Regions from separate parts of the Rattus norvegicus genome. Here region 1 is linked to region 2. A link is a contact called in public Hi-C data. All regions are on one chromosome and are shown on one strand. Each heading gives the region's core, a stretch centred on a gene start, on an enhancer-like site or on the middle of the called end of the contact. The rest is flanking DNA. Distances are from core to core; before and after follow the strand shown.

Region 1 (4,179 bases), core at 1,401-3,900, 120 kb before region 2:
CTCAGATGTGTAGTTTCCCCTCATTAACAAAAAGGCCATTCATTTAAAAGAAAGAAAGAGGACCGGTCAAATTAGCACAGAAGGTCTAGCTAAGACAAGCCTGGACTTTACTGTGAATGATGGCACCCCTTCCCAAAAATCTCTCAAAAAAAGAAGAAAAAAACCCACAAAAAAAGCAACAAAACAAAACAAAAAACAAAACCGCTGCTCACCCCATCTCTTTTCCATGCTTTTAGTGGCTTGATCGATAACACCACTTTTATTCAAGAGTTATCTACACTTCTGCAAGATGCCAAGGGGCCAAGGTCATTCTCCACTGAGGCCAAGGATGGGTAAACAAATGGATTTTTAGGAAGGGGGAGCTAGCAAACATCTGAGCCACAACTACACAGTCAAATTCTACAGGAAGGCCTCATCACCCTCAGCCACCCCTGGTTTAGGACTGAAGGAGTGTGGGTTTGAGGTTGGTCCCTGATGCTAATCCTTTTTTTTTCTTTGCCTTGAGGCAAGTGACCTCTATCCTGAAACCTATAACATGAGGATAATGATCTCAACCTCCATCCCTATGCAGGGTTGTCACAATCCTCCTGAGAATACCTTTCAACAAACATAAAAGCAATAAAGATGCTGATGGCCAGCCTCCAAACTACTCCCAGTAAAACACACAAAGTTTTCCACAGCCTGGAATCTCAAAAGACCTGATTGCCTTCCCTTTCTTCCTTTTCTCCTCATGCTCCATGAATTTATAGCTTCAGACCATCCTGGAGCAGGCTGAGTAAAGAAAATCTCCCTCTTGGGTCCTCACAGACGATTACTGGTACCTAGCTGGTAATTTCCCCTATCAATCCCATTTGTTTGCCTTAGCATAGCTAATGGGTAGAGATCAGGAAAGCAAAAGAAAACAGCTCTCTTGAGCTCCCTTGGAGCATGACCATAGGACAGACACTCCTAGTGGCAAGATGGAGGAGAGATCTGAAAAAAGTAAATACCCTCTCACATAGGATGGAGATCTCCAACCTGGGATCTTAGGAGCTTTGGGTTACTCAAGTGTCTCACAACCCAAAAGGTGATCTCACCCTGAGAGCATTCACTCCCAAATGAAAGTGTCATTAAGAGAAACCCCTAAAATTATTTCCCCAATGTACCACAGTGGAGACAAGAAAGCTTGTGTGTCCACCTCCAGGAAAGCCTGCCACCAGGCTCCTTGGGAAATTACTACAAAAGGCATGAGTACCTGGACATGTGCCACAGACGTGATTCTGAATGGTCACCTAGCTGGGGCTGGACTTCCGGCTGGTGAAAAGGCCAGGCCCCAGCAGAGCTGAGAGGGAGGGGCATGGGACTCTGAGTGCAAGTCATTTCTAGTGTTTCTCACCGCCACTGTAGGGCTGACCCGTTGCGCCACGCCGAAGTTATGAGCACAAAGGCAGATGCTGGTTGGAAAATCATGTTTAAGGGTCCCACTTCCCACGGGAACGAAGTGCTCTACACTACAGTGTCCCGAGCACGCAAATGACTTATCACTTAGGCTGCCCAGGAAAAAGTCAACAGACTCACATGCATCATGGTGACCAGGTGACAAGGGTTGAGCAGGTAGATGACGGTCTTGGTGGCGAACTTAAAGCCCACCTCCACCCCGAAGATCAGGCACAGGGCTACTAAGAGCAGATTCTTGCTCAGGCTCTCCTTGCCTTCCTCTGGCCGCTGGGTCACCTGCTGTGGCTGGCTGCTACGGCCACCCCTACCGTCCTCCTTCTGCCTCAGGATGTGCCGCAGGGCCACCAGGATCTCCAACAGGGCCAGGGTCAGGACCACCACACTTTCCAGCAGCCGCTGCTGCCAAGACAGGAAGGCAGCACAGTCGGGGCCCCCATTGCCTGCAAAACTGGGGTCGACGCCCCCATAGAGCCAGTCCAGGAGACTTTGGTAGCTATACCGGGACATGATGCAAAGTGGCTCCACTTGACTACGGTACAGGAAGCAAGAGCGAGATGGAACACGAGACAGAAGGGTTGCCCGGGCGGTGGAACATGTAAGGAGGGCACACCCGCACCCCCCCTCTGGACACTGGGGCACCTAGAACAGGGGAGGGAAAGCTACACGCGAGGCCCGGGGTAAAGTGCTGGCTCTAACTTGTCCCCACGGCTGTCTGGGGAGCCCCCCGCGCTTCTCCAGTGGCCACCAACGAGGCAGGGTTGAAAGGAGCCGTTGGCCAATCTAAAAGGAAGGAGAGGAAAAAAAGGTCTCAAAGAGGCAATTGCACGGGAATTAACGAAGCGGGGAGGGGTAACTAGCGAGGGAAGAAAAGGGGAACGGGAGTGGTGGCCAAGCAAGCACGGGTCGAGGGAAGTTGGAGGCCAAGAGGGTCAGGACTGGGACCTAGGGGGCCCGGCACTGCCGAGGGAGCCAAGCGGGAGGCAGAAGGGGGTGAGAGAGAGGGGACACGCGGAGGCTAGGAGAGGAGCTAGCAGGGCTAGGAGGGGAGCTAGCAGGGCCGGGCAGGCGGGGAGGGCGACGGGGAGGGCAGGGACGCCGGACTCCTCGTCTCAGCCACTCCACGAAAGAGGTGGGGGGGATGTCTTACTCCTGCAACCGCGTGGCCGTCTCTGCCCCCAGCTAGCAACTTCGCCGCCGACGGGGCCCCCTCTCCAGCCAATTTAGAGCAGTCCCGGTCCAGCCTCCCGCCCCTGGGTACACCCCCGAATCCCCAGCTCCACCCCCCCGGCCCCTCTCGCCCGCCCTCCGGGCCAGCGCCACCCTCAGCCCTCCGCCCGCCCGGGACCAGCCCCCCAGGCGCAGGCGGGCGGCGGGAGGAAGCCGAGAGGGAGGGCGGGGACCCGGGGCCATCCAGGGGCCGGGCCATGGGGCCGCCACCCTCCGCCCCACCACCACCGCTGCATCTTCCCGCTCCTCCTTGCCTGGCCCCCAAGGACCGGCCGTCTTGTCCCCTTGGGGTTCCACTCACCCGCCGCACAGCTCCGCCGCCCGGGCTCCACCGAACTCTCTGTCTCCCCGCACTCCCTGCAGCCCCAGGCGGCACTCGGCTGGGCTCCCCAGGCGGCCGCAGCAGCAGCAGCCGCCAGCGCCGCCGCTCACGGCTCCTCCTCCTTGCCTTCCTCCCCCAGCAGCCGCCGCTCGCTTCCTCCGGTTTCCCCTCCCTCTCTCCACCCCCTCGTCGCCAACTCCCTCCACCTTCGGCCCTCCTCCCGTCCACTTCGCCCCCCTTCTTACACACACACACACACACACACACACACACACACACACACTTCGCCCCCCTTCTTACACACACACACACACACACACACACACACACACCTCCCGTCTACTTCACCCCCTACATACACACACACACACACACACACACACACACACACACACACACACACACACACACACACACGTCCTCAAGCCACCACTGCCCCGCCTCGCAGCCTTCCCTCCACAGCCTACCCCCACTTCGTCCTCGCCGTCCACCTCCTGCCCTGCTTCCTCCACTTCCCCCCTCTCCACCCGGCTACCCTCCCGAGGCCCCATCCCCGCCTCTTTCCTCCTCCCCGCCTGGTCTTCTGCACTCGGAGCGTGCACTCATGTACAGTTTTGCTCCTTCGCCACTGTGACTGAATCCGCCTCCCTGCCTAAGCCTGGTGGACTAAGTCCTCCGGCGACCCAGTTCTCTGACCACTGCTTTGCATACCTGACCACATACTGGGCAATCCGCTCGCCCTCACTAACTTCTAGGAGTAACACTGTGAAACTACTGGACAGGCTTTAGCTTGGGGAGTGTGCTGAGTATGGACTTCCTGCTTCCTCCCTTTCGGCCTTGAAATGGGAGACTCATAAAAGACCAGAAAAGTATCTCTCACCCTTCTTGTCCCAGCCTCACTTTCTTCTTCAGCCCCCTAAATTGGGGGCTTCTCCTCAGACACCATCTAACTCAGCTCTTATGCTTTTCTCTCTCCTGCTACACAATCCTCGCTGGCTCCTTCCGTCGATCTCCCTCCCCGCCCCCCTTCCGACAACAGCGCGCCTTCAGTGATAGACTAGCTGGAGGAAAAGAAGCTACTCCTGACCTCTTTCCCTCCCCACCCCACAAAGAGAAAGAGCAGCTGCTTCCTAGCCCCGCCTTGGATAGAACAGCCAGTGAGTGCTAGCTGGGTCCAGGGGGCCCCTCTTCTC
Region 2 (4,010 bases), core at 1,487-3,986:
TTTGCCTCCTGAGTGCTTGAATTAAAGGTGTGCACCACCATGCCCATCTTTTTTGTAAATGGATTGTTTGTTTGTTTGTTTGTTTGTTTGTTTGTTTTTAACACAGGGTTTCTCTGTGTAGCCCTGGCTGTCCTGGAACTCACTCTGTAGACCAGGCTAGATTCAAACTCACAGAGATCCACCTGCCTCAGTCTCCCAAATGTGACTAAAGGTGTGTACTACCACCACCCACTGAGATATATTCCTAACTCAGTCCCAGACTACAGATCTCTCAATGGTAGGCAGAGAACGTTATTTGCAATGCTAGGAACCTCTAAAAATATTTGTGAAATTGATGAATAAATGAAGGGATGGATTTTCCCTAGGTACAACTGGTATTCTAGTCTAACTCTTCTTTATATTCATAGCCAGATTAACTTCCCCAGCCAGAGGAGCATCTGCTGCTTTTTTTGAAGAAAAGATTAACAAATAATGAGTGTGGGAGGGCTAGATCAAGTTGATTCAGTTCAGCAGGTGTTTGGAAGCCTGCCACAAACCCAGTTCTGTGCCATGTGTCCTCCCAGAAAGGGCACAGTCCTAAGCAATGCAAGTGCTTCTAAAATGCATATTTGAAACACACATACAAAAATGTATCAACAGTCAAAAGACAGAAGCCATGATCCCATGACTTTACTTCAAAAGTGAGACATAAGCTGTATGCACAGATTGTGGAAGCCAAGAACATTTGAAGGAACTAGTATAAAAATGTTCTTTTTGAGACATGGGTGAGGCAGGTCTTGTTGGCTTGGAATTCTATATATAGACAGGATGGCCTTGAACTCACAGAGATATAGCTGCCTATGCCTCCTGAGTCCTGAGATAAAGATGTGCACCACCATGTTCAGCTCGAATAAAAAAAATCTTTGGAGACCATGCCAAACTTAATCAGAATTTCCCTGAGGCTACACATCCTGTTCATATATCCCATGCAAGAAATCATTCACTTCACAGGAAATATTAATATCTGATGTTAATCTGATGTTAATGTATTGCCCTGGATCTGACTTGCTATGTTTGGTTTAGGTTTTGAAATTTAGGATTTCTGAAATCCTAAAGCACCTGTAGTAACAAAGGACACAAATATAACACTGGATGTCTGCTCTATGGGTGCTCTATGGATTAGAATTTGGGACTTGGTTATTAAGCAAAGATTTTTCTTTTGATTATTATACACACGTGAATGGAGGTGGAATACACACTGTGGAGGTCAGGAAACAGACAACTCATGAAAGTCCATTCTTTTCTTCATTTTGTAGATCTCAGGGATTGAACTAGGAATGTCAGGTTTGACACTGAGTCCCCTCACAGGTCTATGCTTGCTCTCTCCCTCCCTCCTTCCCTCCCTCCCTCCCTCTCTTCCTCCCTCCTTCCCTCTCTTTCTCCCTCCTTTCCTTTCTATGTTTTTATTTTGTTTATTTATGCATGTGAGTACTCTGTACTCATGTACTTCTGCACATCTAAAAAGTACTTTGGCTCCCATTACAGATGGTTGTGAGCCACCAGGTGGTTGCTTGTGATTGAAGTCAGGACCTCTGAAAGAATAACCAGTGCTCTTAACTGCTGAGCCATCTCTCTGGCCCTCTTTCTGTGTTTTTAAAGGCCAAAAAGAGAAGAGGATTGAGCCAGGTGAGACAGCCAAACGCATCTAATCACAAATCTTTACCCTCCTCCTCTCCTCTCACTCCCACTTCTACTCATCTTCCTTAGCCTCTGCCTGTTTTTCTGTCTCTGGCTTCCATGACTCATTTGCATCCTCCATCTAATATAATTTTGTTGCAGCAGAATTTCTAGAACATGCCTCACATTTATTCTCCATCCTTGAGACTCAATGTCTTCCTCTCCCTGTGTCTGGTTTCGCTTTTCCCTCTCTGTTTTAGGATCCTTTCACTTTTACCTGTGCCTTCCCTCTTTCTGTCTACTATATAAAAAATAGCCACTGTCCCATAACTTCTGGTCATCAGCTCCAGACCTATCTTTTTTTTTCATTTCTCCTTAGGCAATCTCCTTCTTTCTGGGGCTATTTTTATCTTTTTCATCTATGTACATCTATTTCTTTTTTCCTTCCCTTATCTTCCTGTGGACTTCTAAAACAGGTATATTTTTGTGTATGGGGTAGCACATACTTGTAACATATATACTCTGGATGCTGAGGCAGGAGGATCATGAGTTTTATAACAGCTATGGCTATATATTGATACTCTATGAACATATAAACAAACAAAAACCAAACAAGAAAGGGGGCATATTTAAGTTAAAAGGCAAGCCATTCTCTCTCTCTCTCTCTCTCTCTCTCTCTCTCTCTCTCTCTCTCTCTCTCTCTCTTCCTCTCTTCCTCTCCTGGCTTGACATGATAAAAAAAAAAGGCAAGCCATTTTTAAACAGCAAATTTACTATAATGTAATGTAATTACATATTTAAAGTATACAACTTCTTAACACGTATTCACCAGTTAAGTAACCTCCACAATTTAACCACTGTTTCCTTCACTCCTCTAAAATTTCTATAGGCTCTTTAACAGTCTCTCCTTCCCTTCTGGTATGGGTTGAATGTGCCGTGCTTCCCACAGGCTCATGTGTTAGAATATTTTTACCCCAGCTGGTGGTGCTGTTTTGGAAGCTTGTAGAGCCTTTAAAGTGGTGCCTAGCTGCCAGAAGTGAGTCACTGAGTGGGGTGAGCTTTGAGATTTCGAGTCTGACCCTTTCTCCCTCTCTCCGTGTTCTGTTCTGGTGAGATGTAAACACTGCAGTGTGACAGATAACCCTCTGCCACAGAGCGACTGCTAACATTCTTTTTGTGACATGATGGACTATGTAGCCTCTCAGACCACAGCTCAAAACAAGCTTCACTTCTCATTAGGCATTTGGTCACGGCAATAAGAAAAGAAACAGATATACCATTCTTTTCCCCTTCCCTCATGATCTCAAGAAACCTCTGATTTATGTTGATAGATGTTAGAAGAGGTAGGATAAATCAAAGAAAAATATTCAGAATGTCCAGTGGTGTGCTGTGCTGTGTCTAAAAATCATGATGGCAATATGTACATGACAATATTAGCCTTGTTTCATAAGCCATTTGGAGAAGGAAGGAATTAATTTTGAACGATGGGCCCTCTAGTGGCACACACAGGATGGCAAGACTTCCAGCCTGAGAAAATACAGTGCAATTGTTAAAAGAAAGTTGGGTTGAACCTTCATCCTCTGCACCCTAATAAATCCAAAGTACTAGTTGTTGAAGTGTATAAGCAACACTGTATTGACCACCTTAGAACACAGCCAAGCAATGTGTGTGAATCCGTCTGGCATTGCTCTGTGTTGAAGCAAACTTATGGAAATGTACACTTCATATATGACTTCTCAGACCTCAGCTGCATGGGCAAATTTGGAAATTGTGAAGATTCTTTTGACAGGGATCCCAAGAGACTTTTCACTATGACAGTGTAAGGGACTACCCACGTAAGTGACTACCTGGAATCATTTTTTTTTTTCTGGGAAGCCACACTAAGATAATAGGAAAACTGTACGATTTTGTAAAGAAATTGCTGTCTAAGGAGGGATGGATCTCAAATCATCCCCATCTCAGTTTCCAAGTCACAGCTTCAAAGCACCCAAGTCAGTGCATTTTAAGTGATAGTCATTGCGGTGGTTTGAATGAGTATGGCTCCCACAGGCTCATGTATATGAATGTTTGGTTCCCAGTTGGTAGAACTGTTTGGGGAGGATTTGGCCTTATTGGAAGAAGGTGTGTCACTGGGGGATCAGCTTTGAGGTTTCAAAAGCCCACACTAGAGCCAGTCTTGCTCTCTCTTTCTCTGTAGATCAGGCTGTAAACACTGTTCAGGCTACTCTTCCCACTATTGCTCCAGCACCATGTCTTTCTGCCACACTCTCTACCACAGTGGTCAGGCAATTGTAAGCAAGCCTCCAATTAAGCACACACATTTATAGTTGTCTTCACAGCAATAGTAACTGATA

What was found. A called contact is a pair of places that touch in the nucleus more often than the background predicts.
Region 1: a contact with region 2 is called in a Hi-C map of Schwann cells, with 5 times the contacts expected there. The contact joins the promoter of Tmem164 here to the enhancer-like site in region 2. A contact is called at or near these places in 2 of 12 Hi-C or Micro-C datasets (Schwann cells and kidney).

Annotation. Positions count from the first base shown.
Region 1 is chrX:111,084,651-111,088,829 of GRCr8, reverse strand. Tmem164 (transmembrane protein 164) reads right to left here and starts at 2,650. Exons shown (of 7, transcript NM_001109014.1): 1 at 2,585-2,650; 2 at 1,558-2,217. The coding sequence starts at 1,944.
Region 2 is chrX:110,961,572-110,965,581 of GRCr8, reverse strand. No RefSeq gene overlaps it. Among named protein-coding and RNA genes, the nearest start is that of Rpl39l2, 120 kb to the right of the region's middle. Within about 2 kb of position 2,736, at least 1 of the 93 cell types and tissues checked has an H3K27ac peak or open chromatin away from gene starts, as enhancers often do. A contact at or near this core is called in Schwann cells, where this site is marked.